3 separate regions of the Sus scrofa genome follow, and regions 2 and 3 are each linked to region 1. A link is a contact called in public Hi-C and promoter capture Hi-C data. All regions are on one chromosome and are shown on one strand. The core of a region is the stretch at or near the end of the contact, and the rest is flanking DNA. Distances in the headings are between cores, read along the strand shown.

Evidence for each region. Promoter capture Hi-C pulls out the DNA fragments that hold promoters and counts their contacts. A called contact is a pair of places that touch in the nucleus more often than the background predicts.
Region 2: a contact with region 1 is called in a Hi-C map of undifferentiated spermatogonia, with 1.6 times the contacts expected there. The contact joins the promoter of CCDC28A here to the enhancer-like site in region 1. A contact is called at or near these places in 2 of 5 promoter capture datasets (fetal liver and liver), 15 of 47 Hi-C or Micro-C datasets (alveolar macrophages, embryonic fibroblasts, fetal heart ventricle and 8 more) and 1 of 2 datasets of contacts at active chromatin or transcription factors (alveolar macrophages).
Region 3: a promoter capture Hi-C map of liver shows a contact between it and region 1, with 6 times the contacts expected there. The contact joins two enhancer-like sites. A contact is called at or near these places in 2 of 5 promoter capture datasets (fetal liver and liver), 12 of 47 Hi-C or Micro-C datasets (brain, embryonic fibroblasts, fetal liver and 4 more) and 1 of 2 datasets of contacts at active chromatin or transcription factors (alveolar macrophages).

Annotation. Positions count from the first base shown.
Region 1 is chr1:25,734,607-25,737,829 of Sscrofa11.1, reverse strand. The region is part of intron 1 of NHSL1 (NHS-like protein 1); the gene reads right to left. Among named protein-coding and RNA genes, the nearest start is that of NHSL1, 73 kb to the right of the region's middle. Within about 2 kb of position 1,394, at least 46 of the 83 cell types and tissues checked have an H3K27ac peak or open chromatin away from gene starts, as enhancers often do. A contact at or near this core is called in alveolar macrophages, fetal liver, liver and 4 more, where this site is marked.
Region 2 is chr1:25,661,799-25,665,019 of Sscrofa11.1, reverse strand. It overlaps CCDC28A (coiled-coil domain containing 28A), which reads left to right and starts at 1,743. Exons shown (of 6, transcript NM_001244669.1): 1 at 1,743-1,888. NHSL1 (NHS-like protein 1) reads right to left here and starts at 1,466. Exons shown (of 7, transcript XM_021087407.1): 1 at 1,337-1,466.
Region 3 is chr1:25,834,841-25,838,539 of Sscrofa11.1, reverse strand. The region is part of intron 1 of NHSL1 (NHS-like protein 1); the gene reads right to left. Among named protein-coding and RNA genes, the nearest start is that of NHSL1, 170 kb to the right of the region's middle. Within about 2 kb of position 1,884, at least 28 of the 83 cell types and tissues checked have an H3K27ac peak or open chromatin away from gene starts, as enhancers often do. A contact at or near this core is called in alveolar macrophages, fetal liver, liver and 1 more, where this site is marked.

The DNA.
Region 1 (3,223 bases), core at 145-2,644:
ACCATCATATGGTATTTTCACAACTTGGAGAAAGATGTATTATAGCAAACAATCTCACTGGTATTAAAGTGCTAAAAACTTGAACTCTTCCAGTTGTGAGGTAATAAAATATAGCTAAGCTTTCCTAGCAAAGAGCGGGGAAAAACTGAAAACCAGCTACTCAAGATTGCATACGGAGCGATGCTAAGGAGAGAAAGAATTTCATCCAGAGCTGCTGAAATCCAGGCGTGTGTTACACCACCATCTCCCCTCCAGCCTGCAATCCATCAACCATCTCCACCTTACTCTTCACACTTAAGATTATGATCAAGTCTATGTACTAAAGGGGGAAAGACCAAACAGACATTACACTGAAAGTGTCCCTGCTTTGAACCAGCAGGAGATTCCAGTTACTTCACTGGAACTGGTTAAGCGGCTGAAATGAAATGGGTGCTAGGAGAGATCACCACGTCAGGACAGAGACTTGATTTTCAGGGTTGGAGGAGATCAGACGAAGACGAATGAGATTCTGAGTTTTAGTACAAGGTCAAGGCCCCCGGAATTACAAAAAGCTGGTGGGTCAGTGAGGGGGCCTGTGTGTTGGGAAGCGGCAAAAACTAGCGCCAAAAAAGAAAACCCTGAACTAATTTGTTAGTAGGTAAATGCACTCAGAGCGGTGACGAGCAGCCCCAACGCTCGCTGAGATCCTCAGAGTTTCACAAACCGACCCTCCTGAAATCTCAAGGGCTTGGATCCCTCGTAAGTCCTTATCTACTATATGGTACCCTAGTTTCCCGAACAGGCTACCTGCCCCTGACCCTTTTCCCACGACCTTGGCTCCTCCTCGGCCTACAGCGCCCCCGGGGCTCCTCTCAGCCTCCCACACAGACAGACAGAAGGACCGGACAGTGCGGCGGGGGCCAACCCAATTCCCCCACTCCATCAGGACGCCCACTCCACCCAGGCGGCCAGGAACCCCCGGAACCCGAAAACCGCAGAGCGCCGCACTCGCCCGCCACCTGTGCGGCCGCCAGGTCTCGGGTCAGACCGTCCCTACCCGAACGCCCGACCCTCGCGCGGGCCCGGGGCTCTGCGCGGCTGCCCGAGAGCCGGCCGGGGGCCGCCAGGGGGCGGGAGGGAGCAGCCGGCCGGGCGCCTCCCCGCCTCGTTCCCCTCCCCCGAGCCGCCCGCCACTCACGGATTTTCACTCGGCGGTGGTCGAGGCGCGCGGCGGCGGCGTGCAGGGCGTCGAGGCGGCGGTGCAGCGCGGCGGTGCGGCGGCCCAGGGCGGCCGCCTGGCCCTCGAGCTCGCCGAAGATGTCCCCGGCGCAGCGCGACAGGTCGGCCAGCTGCGCCAGCAGGCAGACCAGAGCTTGTGAGCTGACCTGCTCCAGCGAGCGGAAGAGCGGCGCGCCCGCCGCCCCGGCCGCCTCGGGCCGGCGCAGCCGCGCGGGCTCCACGGTCCTCTGGTGGAAGGGCATGGCGGGGCCGGGCGGCGCTCAGTCCGGCCCCCGGCGCCGCGGGGCGCGAGTCCGCATCCAACACAAAGAACAGTCCGGGCGGCGGCGGGGCGCCGAGGGGCAGCCGGGTGGCTGCGGCCGGGACGGACCGACGGGCGGGCGGCGAGACGGAGGAGCGGCGGCTGCCCGGGGAGCCGCGGGGAGGGTTCGGAAGGGTCCGAGCGGCGGCCGCCTGGCGCCCGGCGGCGTCCTTCCCGCCGCCGGGGTTCCCGGGCCGCGCGGCGAGAGGAAGTTCGAGGAGCAGCTCCCGGGCGGGGGGCGCGGCGGCGAGCGGAGACGAGAGTCCCGCTGAAGTTTGCAGGGAGGCAGGAAAGAGCCGGCGGCTCCTTCCCTCCCTCCCGATTGGAGAGGGAGGAGGAAGCGGGGGAAGTGCCGCCGACACCGGGCGAGAGGGAGGGGAGGCGAAAGAAAGGAAAAGGGGAGGAGAAAAGGGCCGGCCCGGGGAACCACCTGCGGCTCCCGCGGCCGCCGCGCCCAGCGCCCGCGGGGAGGTGGTGGCCCAGAGGCTCGGCGCACCCTGGCGGGGCGGGCACGGCCTCCCGGTCGGGGGCTCCCTTGTCTCCGCCCCACTCCCCTCCAAAGTCCCCCGGTCCCTTGCGGTGGGGCCGAGCCCGTGCCCATCCTCTGGCCCGGTGTGGGGAGGGGTGGGGCGTTACGGGGGCCGCCAGCCGGGCTCCCGCCGCTCGCCTGCGCTCCTGCTCGCCGGACCGGGGTCAGCGCGCCCCACCCCCTGGAGACGCCCCATGGGTCCCCCTGGGCTCTCGCGATCCCCTTCTGGAAAGCGGCCAAGGCTTCCAGGCCGCTTCGGTGTATGTGAAGAGAGGACATCGTTAAATCGCTCAGTAGCTGACCAAGAGTGCGCACGTCTCAGTTGAGGGGCGGGAAGAACTTTTGAAAACTTCTTTTTGGAGGGGGCTTCAAATGAGTTTTTCTTAGCATTATGGCTTCTCCTGCCCCTTCCCCCCCATCTAGAAAGATCCTAATGTGCCAAATCTGGGTTCTTCCCCCAAGCACGTGAGTGTGTGAGAGTGTTTGTGTGTGGGTAAAAGGGGGGGGGGGTGTCGCAGAACCCGGAACCCTGAATGCAGCGCCTGGAAGACGTTTAAACTAAACGCTATTGAGATCAATAGCTTGGTCATGGGACACCCCACTAACTCAAACCTTCTGGTTAGAAGTATCTGAGGAGACTGAGTCCAATATCCTGAAGCTAAAATCTCACTGGCCTCATCGCTATGTTTGCTCAGCAAAGGAATCTTGGTTCTTTGGTTTCTGCCCCCCAAGTGACCCGAATTGCTGTGCTGTTGGGTTGCATTTTGGGAATCAGTCTCCTAGAGCTGTGCTGATTGTACTAAAAAGTGGATTCCCTCCCTCTGGGAGACGGAGAAATGCAAGACAAACAGGCCTGAGAGAAAGTAGACAGAAATGGGTTTGGGTCTTTCCCGTTATACAACTGATCATTTTTCGCAATATGGGCGAATAATAGTCTCATAATCACTCGCTCCAAACACCTTCTGGTTGTTATGAAGCACACAGAAACTACTGCCCATGAAAAAAAAAAAATGCTTTAAATTTATGATGCACAGTATAAACATCAAGTATTATAAAAGTGTGCCATTCCCTCAAGTATTTGTTGAGCATCGGTGTGTGAGGCACTGGCTAGAAATAAGGTAACATGCAAAGCTGGCTCCATCAGGGGGCTCCCAGTACAGTGGACCACAAAAAAA
Region 2 (3,221 bases), core at 494-2,993, 73 kb after region 1:
AATACCGGATCCAAGCTGTATCTGGGACCCATGCCACAGCTTGCAGCAATGTAGGATCCTTACCCCACTGATCGAGGCCAGGGATCGAGCCCATATCCTCAAAGAAACAACGCTGGGTCCTTAACCCACTGAGCTACAATGGGAACTCCTAATCTCTTCACTTTCAATTGTTAGCAACTAATTTGAAAAAAATTTAAATAGCATGTGAATCACCAGTTTGCAAGCTCTGCTTATCCAGATCAGACAATTCAGAGAAGAGTTAAGAGATACTGAGAAAAGATATTGAGAAGATTGCACCCAAGAGTATTGTTTGTAATGGTGAAAAATGGGAAACAACCTAAATATCCATCACTACGGGAATTCTCAAATAATGTGTGGTAAGCCTATTTGATTAGAATACTATATAGTTAAGACAAGTGAAGTCTAGCCATCTGTATCAGTGTGCATAGATCTCAAAAACATAGAACTGGGTGAGAAGGCAAGTTGTAGATCAATACACAAAACATAATAGCATAAAACTTCAAAAGTTCAAAGTTATTCTATATATAGTTTACAAATACTTAGTAATAATGAAAGTATACGAACCTAGATTAGCAAAATGCATTTCAAACATAAGACCAGAGTTGCCCCTCCGAAGGAGAGTGGCATTGAAAATAGGTGGCACCTACTTTATTCAAATAACCTATTTCTTTCATTTAAAGATATAAAATGACAAAATGTAACATCCGTTCATTCTGGACAGTGGGTGAGTGAATGTTTACTCTGTTTTTCTTTTTAAAACATTTCAGAATTTTAAAATATGGAAAGGGTGGCAGTAGAAGAACATATACTAGAAACCAAGGCAACTGCGTTCGTCTTTGCTCTGCCTCTTTGGCATTAATATAACCTCTAATACTGTTTCCTCATTAGCAAATGAGGAGAAAGTATGTGGTTCTCTCCAGTCTCTTCAATCTGTCAGTGAACCTAAAACTTTCCACCCGCAACCCGGATACAGGAAAGGCTAGCCAAACTAGGGAATGATACATGGATTCTCCCCCCGTTAGGAAAGTTCGATCTCTCTCAAACGTCAATTACTTCTCCAGAGGCGGTACGTGTAGTGAAGTGTCTTGGCGACAGAGAGACCTGGATTTATTAGCAGTTCTGACTTTCAGAGTCCTCACTTCTAAAACGGGTATTTCTCACACCCAGCTTATAGATTGTAGTGAGATAACTTCTTTCAAGGGCCTAAACGGTACCTATATAGCAGCAGTAAGAGAATTTCATTTAGGGGCTCTGCATCGGGATCGCTAAACAGAATCAGTTTTTCACGCTGGCTTCCAAGACAAAAGTAGGTTACCTTGCCAAATGCCGGCGATGTGTCAGAAACTCTCCGGGATAGTTGCTATGGCGACACTCTGGTTCCGCCTCCAAACTTGCTCGAACAGCATTCTGGGAGTTGTAGTGCGTGGACGCTGATACACACCGAGGGGATGGGGCAACTTCCGGAAAGGGTACTGCACTTCCGGTTTTTGCCTCCACCACCGCCCCTCACGCTCACTTCTTGTGGGCCACAGACCCCAAAATAAAAGCCAAGCTATGGGTTCTCCTTTCCAAGCTCGCCAAAGGTACAGCTGAAGGCGGGACATGGGAAGCAATGCGGTCCCAGGGGCGGAAACGAGAGCGGCATTGGCGGAACAGGAAAAGGCCAGGCTCGCGCCTAGGGCACGGAGGCTCCGCCTCCTAACGTCACTTCCGTAAACAAAGCTCACTGTGGAGGCGCGAGGTCCGGGATGTGACCCCAGCTCAAGCTGCGGCGGTAGCATTGGCGGCTGCAGCTGCGGCGGTGGCTTCGGAGGCCCCGGAGTCTTTGCAAGCTGAGGAAGAGGACCCCGATCCCCTTCTTCCTGAGGTATGAAGTGGAAGCACAGCCACTCCCTCAGTGTCCACCTGTAAGCCCCTTCCCCGATCCACTCTAGCCATTACTGAATTCTAGGGGGCGAAGGGTGGTTTCAGCTCCGCTCCTTGGGGGAGGGAAATAAGGTAATGTACAGAGGGATTCCTGGCGGTCCTGCCTGGGGGTTGTGAATTCCTGCCTCAAACTAATGTGTGAGTTAGACTACAAGCAGTTTATGAAGGCCTTCTCTGAAACGTTCCTTGTTGCTTGGTATGCAAGAAGGATTTCGGTGCTCTTGTGCTAGTAATGTTACCTTACCAAAAAAGAAAAAAAAAGGGGGGGGGGTTATTTTTAAGCACTGGCCCTTCAAAACATCTTAGTTTAGAATGGTTTATTTGCATTGCTTTACCTTCTGTTTTGTTTTTTTTTCTCTTTTTGTATCACCAACTGTGTATAAGCATCATTAAATTTAAAGACCAATGTGTTTATATCTATCATAAATTTATACAGATCCTTGCCTTTCTGCAGAATGGATATCCCATCTTCTCTATTTAGTTATTTTAACATTTATTTTGCATGCTGAAACAACTCCAAAATGTCTGTTCTGTTACTAAAAATGCTTCTAAAAGGAAAAATTGTTAGCCAGGATTTAAGCGGATTTACTTTTGTTATCTGAAATTATAGACTGGTCAATAGAGCCTTTCCTTTACAACCTTTGGTTCTTTGGAGGTATCCTAGCTCTAGTTTTGATTGTCTAGAGTTAGCCTAAGCCAGTGGTTTAAATAACAGTGCTAGTTGCACTGAGTCCAGGCAATGGCAGAAAAATCTGTTTTCATTAAAATTCTCAAGTAATTACTTTAGGAGTGACATCAATGAATTTGAGTCTTTTTTCAAGGGTCATAGCATGATTAAATTCAACACAACATACAATAAGAGGTCTAATGTACCTAAGGCACTTTATAGTCTGATAAGGTGAAGAGCCATATAAATTTCTCATCTTATGATACATGCAGAAATATAATTTAATATTTGTGCATAAATAAAAAAGAAATGTGGAAGGATATTGTTATTATTATTATTATTATTATTATTTTTTTTTTTTTTTTGCCTTTTCTAGGGCCGTTCCCACTGCATATGGAGGTTCCCAGGCTAGGGGTCTAATCAGAGCTGTAGCCAAAGGCCTACGCCAGAGCCACAGCAACGTGGGATCCGAGCCGAGTCTGCAACCTACACCACAGATCACAGCAACGCTGGATCCTTAACCCACTGAGCAAGGCCAGGGATGGAACCCACAACCTCATGGTTCCTAGTCAAATTCGTTAACCACTGAGCCACAATGGGAACTCCT
Region 3 (3,699 bases), core at 635-3,134, 100 kb before region 1:
TTCTCCCCCACCCCCAAGATAAGCTGGAACAGATATTTGGAGCTGGATTCCAATCTTGATTTCAGCTCATACTTAATGACAATGTCATCAATTGCAAGCCTCTCTGAACCTGGTTCCCCACTGAAAACAATAATACCGCCACCTAGTGGGGTTAGGAGTCAAGCACTAAGCACTGTAGGAGGCCCCCCATATGTATAAGGAAATAATCATTGTCAGGAATATCTTTTTGTGGAGAATTTGCAAAAGATAATCAGAAAAAAATAGGTAAGAGGCTACTAATACGAGTTTATCAAAAACACAAACACCATAGTTTAGGCAGCAGGAAAAAAAGGGGGATAAAATTACAGAAAACTTCAAATATGATTTAACTTGAAAGCTGCCATTTGAAAATATTTGGGGGTCTTTTTTGTGCAATTATTTCATGAAAATTAATGTATCCTCATGGCCATAATAAAGGCAAAGAGAATTACTCATGACCCTTAAAATACTGTGCTAGCCCCCCCAAAAAACATTAAATAAGCCGGATTATCACTTTTAAAGAATACATAGGTAGTTTCTAACAGACATAGCATTGACATTTCAATGTACCTGACAATCTAGCCCACATGAAAGAAAATCATTAAATGAAAATAATAGAACACAAGATTATTTTTCTTTTCTTTTTCTTTTTTTGCTTTTTGCTTCTTAGGGCTGTACCTGTGGTATATGGAGGCTAGGAGTCGAATCAGAGCTGCAATGCTGACCACATCCACAGCAACTTAGATCTAAGCCTCGTCTGTGACCTACACCCACAGCTCACTGGATCCCCAACCCACTGAGCAAGGCCAGGGATCGAACCCACATCCTCAGGGATACTGGCTGGATTCATTACCTCTGAGCCACAACAGGAACTCCAAGATTGCTTTATACAATAGTGACTACGCAAAAAAAACATGTAGCAAGAACTTGGAGGGTGTCAGGTATGCAGGATGCTATTTCTTAATGAAAATGTCTGTGGATATATTTCAGTAGGGTGTTCTAAATATATTTTTAAAACATGGTGAGGCACATTGAACAGGGTAGCTAGGGGCTATTTTACAGCTTTTTAAAAGAAATCCTGACAGATCAAAGCTTTTGTCTGTAGATAATAATGAACCTTTATCTGAGAGTATCACATATGCATCATTCTATGTGCCAAATGCCACAGCCTCAGGAAACCAGCTGCCCGCAGCCTTGTAAATCAAAGTTTATTCGCTTCCTCATTTTCTGTCATGAACTCCCTAGTCATACGCTGTCACAGCAATTCACTTCACATTTTAAAAATAAAGGTTTGTTTCATGGAGCCTTGATGAGTCCCATCTGAAAACCATTAAAAACATCCACACCCACTTCCACACAAACCAGAAAATCCGTAGAATTCAGACTCATTAAGTCTGGAAGCTGGAAATGATCCTAGCAACAAATAATTTACACTTCCCATTATGGACAGAAAGAAAGTAGAGAGGTCTGGTGATCTGGCCACTGTCATTCGAAGCAGTCAACTGGGCACTGCTGGGACCAGAACCCTGGTTTCCTATTCCCTCTGGGTTCTCCCTGCTTCACCACGCCTCGGGTCTGGCTCTGAAGTTAGTGAATCCCCCTTGATACTCTCCAAGCCTGTCAGTGAGTCATGTTTCCGTTTCCACACGCTGTTCCAAGTGGCCTTTAGGAGCACAGAGTTCATTCATTCACCGTAACTCGTACAGAGAGGACCGGCACACTCAGCAGTTTTGACTCACACGCCACCTTCAAATCGGTGAAGCCAATGGCCAACTAAATCTAAAAAGAAAAAGAAATCTAACTCTTGGCACTTAAAATACTTCCTTTCAACCTACTGTAAAACAACAGCCTATTTAGGAGATGAAAAGTGAGTCACTGCTTTCATCCAGCAGACAGGCTCCCCAGGCACAAACTCATGCACATTATAACATTATACTTCATGGGGCCTTTTAAATATTTACTTGTTAGCAGTATTCTTCCTTTCAGGTCAAAGATTATAGTACTTAGCAACACAAAGAAAGCAGAGGGATATAGTTATGAATTAGTAAACTGCTTTGCCAAGCCTTCCATTTGTTAATTCAGTCCAACTTCAAAGAGGAGTTTAAAAAGAGGTTCAGCTGTCAGAAATTAACCCTCAGAAAATTACTGAATCAAAAAGTGACTTGGCCAGTCTTTCCCAAACTGCTGTTAAGGAAAGAAATGCTCAGTTGTAGGTACAGAAGCATAAAGCCTCTTCCTATGCAAGTAAGTTTGCTCAACTCAAAGTTTCGAGATGTATGTGTATGTGAGAGAGAACCACAGGATTTTCCCAGCCTTTGATATGCTAATGAACGAAGTACATTTCCAAGGATGGGGTAAGAGGGGATTTCAGTTTATTTGATCATTTTTATTATCTGAAGGGGGGCAGTAGGGATTAAAATTTGAGAAAACACCCTGCCCTGGTTCTTCCTTTCCAGCAACAGAGTGGAGAAAGGGCTTTTCTAATAGCACCATATATTCTTCTTCTTCAGTGGCATAGACTCTGATTCACAGCTATTTCAGGAGAAGGTCAAAGTCTGTCAAGTCAGAGGGGAATGGGGAGGAGGAGCCCATACAGAGCTAAATCCCTGAGAGCTTAATTTCTCCTGGCCCCCAGCGTGGCCAGTTCCTTTGGGCTTCCAAAATCGAAACGGCCCTCTGGCTCTCAGTGAAAACAGCCTCGTTACCTGTTCCTGCGGCCTGACTCCAAGTGGCCGTGCACTTTCCCTGAACTCTTTGATGTGCCTGCTCAAGTCTGTTTCAATGGGCTTTCACCATGGCTGTACATCAGAATCACCTAGGGAGCTTTTAACTCTACAGATGTACGGGCTCAATGCCAGGTCTACAGAATCCAACATGATTCCCAAAGAGCAGCAGCCGGAGCCGAAAACCACTGTTCTGCTTCCTACAAAGTTGAAGTCGATAGGCAAAGGACTGATGGTGCATGGACCGAACACTGAGCACACTGACATTAATAAGTGAAGGGCTTCATAGCAAGATTTTCATCAGTCCCCAAGTTTACAAATCGACGGCATTCACAGGTGGCCTTTTTTCTTTTCTGGGCTATTTTCACAAAGAAATAAACAGGTGTTACTTTGAGAGGAGTAGGTGCTTAAAACAAAGCCATCCAGGAGCAGAAGGCTGTGGCTGGTTCACATGAGTGAAGTCCCTGCTCCCCACACAGCCCACCCAAGACACGACCCTAACTGGGGACTCATTTCATCACATGTCTTGAACCTTTGGAGACCACCTGAGAAAGTCAGTACCAGGAGTGTTCGCTAAGCTAAAGCCAAGACTACTGTGTGCTACACAGCACAGCAAATCCACCTCTAGAGGGAGCTTCATAAGTGGCTCCATCACTGACATGAGACAGAAAGTGACTGTGAAAACCAGTTTTCTTCCAAAAGCATGTTCACTCAGCCTACCTAACACACGGAGTCTCTAAGCAGAGTATGAAAGAAAAGGGAATAGACCTAAGAAGGGGCAAGCAAGTTAAAATTAAAGGTATCTGTCTATCATTCTGTATTTTAAAGGACCAACTAACTTTAATATAATAGGGGATCCTGGAAACGAATATAAAAAGAATGTTTCCTTGCAGAACTTCCTTAATCAGCAGAAAAGGTTGATACACACATTCAATGGGTAGAAATAGTCCAGCACAAA